Linked DNA regions of Sus scrofa: region 1 is linked to region 2. A link is a contact called in public promoter capture Hi-C data. All regions are on one chromosome and are shown on one strand. Each heading gives the region's core, a stretch centred on a gene start, on an enhancer-like site or on the middle of the called end of the contact. The rest is flanking DNA. Distances are from core to core; before and after follow the strand shown.

Evidence for each region. Promoter capture Hi-C pulls out the DNA fragments that hold promoters and counts their contacts.
Region 1: a promoter capture Hi-C map of liver shows a contact between it and region 2, with 4 times the contacts expected there. The contact joins the promoter of TERF2 here to the enhancer-like site in region 2. A contact is called at or near these places in 4 of 5 promoter capture datasets (fetal liver, fetal skeletal muscle, liver and 1 more), 9 of 47 Hi-C or Micro-C datasets (embryonic fibroblasts, fetal skeletal muscle, liver and 5 more) and 1 of 2 datasets of contacts at active chromatin or transcription factors (alveolar macrophages).

What each region holds. Positions count from the first base shown.
Region 1 is chr6:17,602,997-17,608,246 of Sscrofa11.1, reverse strand. It overlaps TERF2 (telomeric repeat-binding factor 2), which reads right to left and starts at 2,499. Exons shown (of 10, transcript XM_003126908.4): 1 at 1,998-2,499; 2 at 1,793-1,888; 3 at 995-1,125. The coding sequence starts at 2,376.
Region 2 is chr6:17,382,228-17,387,149 of Sscrofa11.1, reverse strand. The region is part of intron 1 of NFAT5 (nuclear factor of activated T-cells 5); the gene reads left to right. Among named protein-coding and RNA genes, the nearest start is that of NFAT5, 50 kb to the left of the region's middle. Within about 2 kb of position 2,414, at least 3 of the 83 cell types and tissues checked have an H3K27ac peak or open chromatin away from gene starts, as enhancers often do. A contact at or near this core is called in fetal liver and liver, where this site is marked.

The sequences.
Region 1 (5,250 bases), core at 1,250-3,749, 220 kb before region 2:
TAGTTCTTTCTTAAGGTCCTTAATGAATTAATAAAATATCTGCATCCCACACACAGTTTTTTTAACAGGATGTCTGAGTACTTAGCAGCACACAGCTGAAGGACAGAGAGGTTTTCTTTGCTAAGCAAGGTTTTATCCACACCCCTCTCCCAAGATCCCATCCTTTTAGGAAGTGCTCTTATCTTCTCTTACCAGTTTCCTTACTTTAACCACCAAGGCAGTGCTGAACTGAGCTGTTGTTCTTTAGTCCCCACCTCTGCATCTGCTTCCACACCCCCAGCCTTGGTTATTGGAAAAGAAAAAGCTTTTTCTGACTGGTTTCCATGGCCACTTCAATGTTTTAAATAAAAATAAGTTCCACTACTTGAAGCTACCTGAGCCATGACACAGTTCCAGTTCCAAATTCCTGGACACTCTACTAGCTTTTTTCTTGTCAAGAACACTGCCTGTATCAGCCTTCTACTATTACCGTTTTTCTAATTGGCTGATTATCCCAGCACCTCTGATTCTGTTTGTTCAAAGGGAAAGTTCCCTAAGCTTCTTTCTGCAATGGCATGAAAGAGCTCAAAGTCAGACCCAGATTTTCCAAGCTATTTCCAAGCTGTTCTCTTAGTTTATCATAAACAAGGGTGACCAAACCCTAGGCCAGTTATTTCTAGCCTTTCACGATGTTCCTGAATGGTACAACAACCTCCAAAATGTCAGTCTTCAATGCCAACTCACCTCCTGCATACTGTGGCCCCTCCTGCCAGGGATACCAGGAAGACCGCCAAAATCCCAAAAGCTGAGCACTGGCCATTAACAGTTCTTTCCAAGTCTGGGCTAGGAAGGGGTTGCCCAATGAGATAACATCTTTGTGTGTGTTACATGTTTGAGTGTGCACAGTGGCTCTCTGTCCATCTCTGTTTGTCCTCCACCCCACACAGAAAAGATAAGCACTGATTCTCTAAGACCTTTGATTTTTGTTAAAAAAGAAATTAAAATAGAGCCTTACAGCCTCCTTGACCAGTTTTCTACTGGATTCCACCACTGCCTCTGTCAGTGTAAATTCCGTTTTAATCATCTCCAGCACATTGATAGCTGATTCCAGTGGTGTGAGCTCAGCCTCCATATCAAAGGAACAGTCTAGGACAAAGAGCACAGTTTTCACTAACCTATTTTCTAAGGAGCAGAAGAATTATGTCCAAATATATATATATATACATATATATATATATCAAAAAGAAACATGCAAATATAGTTAAGATTTGCATTTAATTTGCTGGTATACTGGCTGCAGACTTACAAACATGTTAACGGTCCAGATTCAAATTAATGAATTTCAAGTGATTTTCAGTAATTTTCAAGACAGGTAAAAAAATTTATTTTTTAACACATTCATCTGCATCTAAATTTCAGCATACTCACATCTTCCTCAGATACAAATGGCCAGAAACTGAAGGCCGTTTTGCTAAACAGCTGTGAGGTTCAATTCCGGGGGAGAAAAAGTGTTCTTTAAAACACACCACTATGGAGGAAAAATGGTCATCTTCACATAACTCACTTCAGATAGCAACAAAGTTGGGGCGAGCAAGAAACAGGTGGGAGGAAATAAAAAAACAGAGAAAAGCAGCCAAGAGAATCCCAACTGTAGAAAACTAGAACTAGAGAATAAACTCATCCTAGAAGGAAAAAGACCACTGTATCGAAACATAGCAGCCCACTTTAATCGTGAATCTTTCAGTCCCGGATGTAAGTTTGAAAACAACATAACCCTAAATAAGCCCAGAAAAGAACATAAAAATAGCCATACCTAAATTCTCCCCTTCTTCAATGCGCGACAGACACTGCATAACCCGCAGCAGCCGAGACACGGTATGCTCCTTCCCCAAGGGCCTGACAAGCAAAGCTAGGAAAGAAGACATCGTTGGCACGGCGACCCCCAGCCCCGACGCTCGGGCCCCGCAGATCTCCTTCCCAGGAGCCCCCCAGCCTCCCTTTCCCGGCTCGGCCCTCACCCTGCATGATGTCCCGGATCTGCCTGAAGTCCTCGTACCGGCTACCCCGAAAGGCCCGCAGCGCCTCGTGGAAGTAGAACTTGAGCACCCAGCGGTTGACTGCCTCCTCCAGCCGCGCCTCCCCCGCGCCCCGCTCCGCGGCGCCCCCCAGCCGCGGCGCGTGGCGCCCCCGCCGAGCCCGCCCGCCGCTGCGGGACGTCCGCCTGCCTGCCGCCCGCCCGCTGCTATCGCTGCTCCCGCCTCCTCCCGCCATCGCGTCCGATCGCCGCGCGCCCTCCCCGCCCTCTCTGCCGGGACGCTTCCCCGACTGTGACGCCGCCGGGTCACGCACGACGCCCGGGCCGGAAGCAGGGCCTGCCGTCCCGGCTCCCGCGGCCATGATACGAACACCGTTCTGAGGCGCCCGCGGGCTTCTGGGAGGGAAAGGACCGGGGGCTCCCTGGCCCCCTCTCCGACTCCGTAGTTCCCGGTGTGTCGGCCGCAGTGCATTCTGGGACTTGAAGTTCACGGCAGCCAGATGGGTTAAACCAACCTAGGTTTGTGGTCAAATGTCAATTTCCCTCCGCTATTTTGTAACACTGTACTGGAGACTCGGGGCTATGTATAAAATATTGAAAAACAAAGGCGTGAAGTGTGTATTAAACATTTTTTAAATCGCGAAATGTAACATAGAGAGGAAACTTTGTTAAACAAGTTTACATTTTACTAAAGTAAAAGGCCAGTGTTAACCCAGTCGAGGTCAAGAAATAGAATATGGCCGGCACCACGAAACCCCTAGACATGTAAGACATATACGTTTTTAAAATTAGAAAAATAGCACATTTTGTTGTAGAACAATTGGAAGAAATAATGCAAAGCTTAACATTTAAGTCAGCCTTATCCCCACATGAAAAAACAAGCTGACATTTAGGTTTATAGCCTTCCAGTGTCTTTTGTATACCTTGTGTGTGTGTTTGTATACACACACAAAAAAACTAGAATTATGTTATATATATATTTTATAGAGCCTTTATTTTGCATTCAGCATCTAGTGGACATCTTTACATGTCACTAAATACTTTTTCTACAGTATCTTTAGCAGCTACATAGCATTCCAATATATGGGTGAAATGAAAGCCTCCTTTATATAAACCACTACTGTAAGGCGTTTAGGCTATTTAAAAATTTTGTAATTCTAGACAATCTAAATGTTAGAAAGATCCTTTTAACTATATCATTGCACAAATTCATAATTATTTCCTTAGAATAATTTCCTTTAAGTAGAACTACTGAGTCGAAGAATACACAGAGGAGTTTCCCTGGTGGCTCAGAGAGTTAAGCATCAGGCATTGCTACTGCTTGTGGCTCAGGTCACTGGTTTGACCCTTGGCCAGAGAAGTTCCGTATACTGCAAGCATAGCCAAGAAAAAAAAAATAGATTACACAGTAGAACAAAGATCAGGACATTCACTCATCAACCTTCCCTTTTACTATTGAACAAAGTGCAGACTCCTTAACATGACTTTTAAAGTCTGAAGAAGTTACCTATTTGCCAACCTCATTTTGGGCTCACTTTTCATATGTGTATGCACAACTTTTATCACTTCCTTTTCATCTACTACTCAGTTTGCTCAGAGCTTCATGTTGTCCATTCCAGCCTAAGGAAACCCTTCCTGTCCTTCAAACCTCACTTGAAGGACATTTCACCCTTTCTTGACTTTCTGAGTTATGTTAAATCCCTTTGGTGCTCCCTCCTTTGCCCCTCCTTCATCCTTCCTCAGCACTTCTGGGGCCACGTACTTTGTCTTCTTGTTTACCTTGCATCCCAGAACCTAGCTCAGGACATGTCACATTTCTTGAGGTTGGATTGAATTGAGTAGGCACATAAGTAAGGCTTTTAATACATGTTGAAAAACTGCCATCAGCAGATTATATTTACTGAAACTTAATTTCACATCCACCAGCAAACTGTATTTACTGAAATAGGGACATTCTTAGGGCTTCCTCACATTTCTTATGTATTTGTGTCATGATTTTCTCAATACGATACAGCAGACCACACAATCTTGTGACTGTGTGGGATACTCTGTCTGTGTTCTTTTCTTCCTTACTATCCCTGTAGATAGACCCGGAGAGGACTTTTTTAAAAAAATCACTTTTTCTCTCTTCTCCAAGTCTCTTTTTGTCCAACCCCAGTTGCAAATCCACTTCCAGCCTTCACTTTGCTGGACATGTTCTTAAAACTTACTTTGCACTTCTGTGATAAGTTTGCCGCATTGACCTTGGAAAGCCTATTCCCCATGTCTCCATTGGTTGTATCATTATCTTTCACATCCACTGTATCTTCCACAGGCAGGGGAATGAGTAAGGGGCATTTCCAAAGGACTGGGTAAGCTTGGCAGGGGTGTAGGAAGGAAGTGGGGACATAAGATGTGAGTCACCTATAGGTGTCTCTGATGACCCATAGGTGTCTCTGGTGACCTATAGGTGTCACCACCCATATCTGGACTAAATAGAGAAACCCCAGTTCTGGTGGGTGGGTGTGCCCCCTCCCTGAGAGGCCCAGTAACTGGTCTAGCTTCAAAGGCTGTTTTACCAGCCCCACCGGACTAGAATCAGCAGAGATCTAGTTTGGAGCCACTAAAGGACAACTCAGGAGGGCAAGTGGCAGCTTCATTGAGGATGTGAAATGACATGCTGGATCCTTGAATGAATTAGAGATGGACCTTAATTTGTATAGATCTTGGTCTGACAAAATCTCCAAATGGCGGACATTCCAGAATAGGAGAAGAGGCCTCTCAGTCTGAAAGATCTTTGGTGATTGTGACTGCTTTGTGATCCTAGCCTGCCTGCTTTAACCAGGGGCTGGGTTGTCTGCCTCAGATCCTGATTCTTGCATTTGCTAGATGTGTAACCTTGAGCAAGTTCCTTGACAACCTCTGTGCTTCTGTTTCCTCATCTTTCTTTTTTTTTTTGCTATTTCTTGGGCCGGTCCTACGGCATATGGAGGTTCCCAGGCTAGGGGTCTAATCGGAGCTGTGGCCGCCAGCCTACGCCAGAGCCACAGCAACGCAGGATCCGAGCCGCGTCTGCAACCTACACCACAGCTCACGGCAACGCCGGATCATTAACCCACTGAGCAAGGGCAGGGACCGAACCCGCAACCTCATGGTTCCTAGTCGGATTCGTTAACCACTGCGCCACGACGGGAACTCCTGTTTCCTCATCTTTCAAGCACAAGTAATAGAGGTACTTCATGGGGATTGTATGAAAG
Region 2 (4,922 bases), core at 1,165-3,664:
AATAAAATGAAAAAAAAGTTGTGTAGAAAATAATTGTGAAGTTTTAAAGTGAAAAGTTAATACGTAGAAAAAAATGACATGCCATATTAAAATAATTGTGGAACTCAAGTTATTTTTCCTATTCCCCAAATTATTGTAATCTGTGTTGCTGTATATTATTTAAAATTACTGTAGAACACTAGCTTGAGGAAAACAATAATAAAATACAGTCAAGAAGTAGTGATATAAGTAACCGGAAACTAGTAAATGGACTTAAACTTAGATCAGAAATATTTGTTAAAAAAGAGCATCACCTACCAGTTATTCTTGGACTTAATAGTCTTTTAGAAACCAAATATCCAGTAGACTTGCAGCCAGTACATTTTCCAGTGGAGATGCCAAGTGTGATGACTGTCAAGCCCGAAGTGTTTTTAACAGAATGAATACTCTCTCTCTTCAATGCAGAACTATGTTGGCACAGTGGAGGTGCCAGGAATTTTATTTTAGAATGTCTGATGTGAAACCATAGTCTTCAGATTCACCAGCTTGTTGAGATAGTTAATAGAGACATAGAAGAATAAGGCAATTAGTTCCCAAACCGTTTGTAAGAACTTTTTTTTTTTTTGGCTGCACTTGAGGCCTGTGGAAGTTCCTAGGGCTAAGGATCAAACCCATGCCACAGCAGTGACCCAAACCACTGCAGTGACAGTGCTTGATTCCTAACCCTCTGAGCCACAAGAGAACTCCCTGAAAGAACTTTTTGAAAGTCTTTTTACACTTTCAGGTGCTAAAGTAAAGTAGCCTTGTAAATAGAGTTTTTTTAAAAGTACCCCTTTTGAAAACAAGATATGAACATTTATAAATACATTTTCTAGTATTAGAGTGTTTGCATCTCATATCAGGGAGCATTCATTATTTGAATAACTAATACATGTGCTAAGTATTAATTCACCTTTTAATTTTTTAAAGCATTTCCAACATAAAGTATCATCTCTCTTTTTTTTTTTTGGTCTTTTGAGGGCTTCACCCACAGCATATGGAGGTTCCCGGCTAGGGGTCAAATCAGAGCTACAGCTGCCGGCCTATACCAGAGCCACAGCAACGCCAGATCCGAGCCATATCTGCAACCTACACCACAGCTCACAGCAACGCCAGATCCCCAACCCAGTGAGCGAGGCCAGGAATCGAACCCAAAACCTCATGGCTCCTGGTTGGATTTGTTTCCGCTGCACCACAATGGGAACTCCCAGTATCATCCTTTTTTTACCACACATATTTCCATTTAGCTACTTGCTTGACAATTGAGTGGAAACATGTTATTTACAGAGTTTCCCACCCCACCTTTTATTGTTCATCTCTGAAGTTAAGTCTGTAATATTAGTTGTTTACAACTTTTGTTTGTTTTGTTACCTGAAAGTTAATGAGTGTCCTTAGAAAAGTTAATCAGTGGGCTCTGACAATTCTGGTCTTTACTTTCTGACCCTAAAGCAGTTAAACATTGAATGCTAGCTATCAGATCAACAAAGGTAAGGTTGTGATAAAACATTCCTAAAAAAGAAATAATAATTTACAGAGTTCTTTTTGCTGCGCCACGATGGGAACTCCAACAGAGTTCTTTTTGACATCATCTTATTGAAGCCTTAGAGCAACTCCATGAGTCAGCTCACTGTCCATGCATAGCCTTAATTTTTATTGTATTTATTGATTTGATTACATTGTATATTTTAGTAAAAAGGACATTCATGAGCCCACTGTCCAGCCCAACTTATTTCTGTTGCTCCTTTGTCCTATATCCTTGTCTCCCCTTAAAAGGAAGCCATTGTGGTAACCTTTGTATTTATCCTTTCCTTCTTTTTTTTTTATCATATGTGTTTTTTTTCCTCTCTCTGTTTTCTTTGCTTTTTTTTTTTTAAATTATTATGCAGGTTTCACATTCTTTATTGGTAAAACCTACCTCACAATTGTTTTGAAATTAAATGAGAATATGTATATAACAAACCGTGCGTAGTGCTTTTCCCTCCCCCAAGTGCTCAATAAATGGAAGCTGTAATTGTATTATTAATGTTGTTGCTTTGCAAAGGGAAGAACTAGAAAAGCATGCCTTTTCTCAGCTGTTTGCTTTGTTTTATCACCCTGGGCACTTCTGGGGAAAAGTAAGGGAGTCTGGGGATTGAAGTCTTTTCATCTTTTGCTACAACTGAGCAACATGCGGAATGAAATAGTAGAGAGCGGTATTTGGTTGATCAGCAGTTAAAGAACAATTACTGATTGAGAAGAAAAAAAGAAAGTGCTGCACTGTTAAGTTACCAGTTTTTCCTTTTCTTTCACTGCCTTGTGCCCTCAGGATAGGATTTCTATCTTGAGTTGAATGCAGTGTGGTGAAACTTCTACCCCCAGGTAGCCAGTGTTGAAGGGTAAAAGACCAGATTGACCCAGAAATGACCAGTGACATAAATGGATCAGTTAAGAGTTTACTGAATGCCTAAACAAACAAGCCAGCCAACAGTTCAACTTTGCACCTGACAGTGGGAAGCATTAGTTTGCTTTCAATATCTGAAAATGATTTCTTTCCTCCATTTCTACCTTTCCCCTAATCGCCCTAGGCTCTGCACCATTGTACCAACACAAGACAAATTCTGTCTTCTGAGCTTCTTCCTTTTTCTGCCTTATTTCTTATTTCATACACTTGTTAGTAGTTTATGTTAACATAAATAATAATAATTATTATTATTTTTGTCTTTTTGCCTTTTGTAGGGCCTCTTCCGCAGCATGTGGAGGTATCCAGGCTAGGGGTCGAATCGGAGCTGTAGCCGCTGGCCTACGCCAGAGCCATAGCAACACGGGATCCGAGCCTTGTCTGCAGCCTACACCACAGCTCACAGCAACTCCGGATCCTTAACTCACTGAGCCAGGCCAGGGATTGAACCCGCAACCTCATGGTTCCTAGTTGGATTCGTTAACCACTGCACCATGATGGGAACTCCAACATAATTTTTTATTATATCATACTTGACCTAAGTCTACTACATGGATACTTAAGCAGTACACTTATATGGGATTTTGGTCAACTTAAATTCATAATGAACTATTAAGTGAGTTGATTTAGCATTGTTATTGCATAAATTATTAGCAACATTCATAGAAAAAAAAATAAGACAGTAGTCACCCTAATTCTGGAAGAGCAAGAGAATAATTCCTTAGAAAACAAAAGTAAAATCATTTCTAGATTTTCAAAAAGAGTGAGAGTGGGTGAATTTGAGTACATTGCACAAGAGAAGTTTTTACCAGCTGTTACATTGAACGTTATTAAATTTCACTTTATTCCCTTGGGCACATATTCTAGCTTTTCTTGATCTGTGATGAATTATGATATATCCCCCTTAAGCCTGTGTCATTTGCAAATTCCATATTTTTGTTCAAGTTGTTGATGTAGTAGCGATCTCCCTCAAGGTTGAACCTATGCATTTTGGTTACTGTTGGTTAGAGTCATATGTTTTATGAAGTCTGTATTTCTTCATTTTGTTCATAAGAACTTTTTAAGATTTTCATCAGATATTTTACTGAATGTAGGATAACTATGCCCGTAGCATTTTCCTGATCCTCCAGTAGAAGAGCCTTAAAAAGCAAATTAGGTTAATTTGTAGCTTAGCCTCCATAATTTCACTTTTCACAAATAGAAGCTATATGAAGAATTTTTTTTTCTTTTTTCTTTTTCTTTTTTGGCTGCACCCAGGGCATATGGAAGTTCCCAGGCCAGGGAATGAATATGAGCTGCAACTGTGAATCACTACTGCTCCATAGTGGGAACTCCGGGAAGAGATATTTTTGTCCATGAAGTTTATTAGGAACATTGAGAGACCTAGCTTGCTCTTGCACTTCTCACTTGTCCTTGTTCTATTCCTCTTTCTTCTTCTTCTTCTTCTTTTTTTTTTTTTTTTGTCTTTTTGTCTTTGTAGGGCCACACTTGCAGCATATGGAGGCTCCCAGGCTAGGGGTCTAATCGGAGCTGTTGCTGCTGGCCTATGCCAGAGCCACAGCAATGCCAGATCCGAGCCATGTCTGCAACCTATACCACAGCTCATGGCAATGCTGGATCTTTAACCCAGTGAGCGAGGCCAGGGATTGAACCCGCAACCTTATGGTCCCTAGTTGGATTCGTTTCCTCTGCACCATGACGGGAACTCCTCTTTCTCTTTTTTTAAAAACAGCATTATCCATGTGTAATTTTCATGTAAAGTTCACCCATTTAAGGTGTACATATTCAGTGGTGGTTAGTATATTTAAAGAGTTGTGTAACCATTGCCATAATCTAATTTGGTGATTTTTACCATCCCAAAAAGAAACTTTGTAATCATTCTCTTAGATTCTTTTATAATCTACTAGATTCTTTTAAAAAAAAAATCTAGTAGGGATTATACTTTTGTTTTCTAAGTAAGTCTTTCCTCGGGAAATTGCCTTTCCATTATCAATTCCCATTCTCTTTCTTTATAGTCTGTGTTTATAATCTAGAATTTCATTCCTTTCTCCTCTATCTAACTGATTTAAAAGATAATACCTGTTGTGGCACAATGGGTTAAAGACCCAACACTGTCCCTGTGAGGATGCAGCTCGATCCCTGGCCTCTTTTAGTGGGTTAAGGATCTGGCGTTGCTGCAGGCTTCAGCATAGGTCACACATGTGACTCAGATCTGGTGTTGCTGTGGCTGTGGCATAGCCCTGTAGCTGCAGCTCTGATTTGACCCCTAGCCCAGGAACTTCCATATGCCCCAGGTGTGGTCATAAGAAAGGGAAAAAAAAAAAAAAAAAGATAACATGAGAAAAATTCCCAGCTTAACATTTTAGCATAAAGTAAGACTATTTTTGTTTTCATGGCTTTAATGTACCTGAGCTCTTGTTCAGGAGTTCTTTCACTGGCTAGTGGAAACTGTAAAAAAGTTTAACTT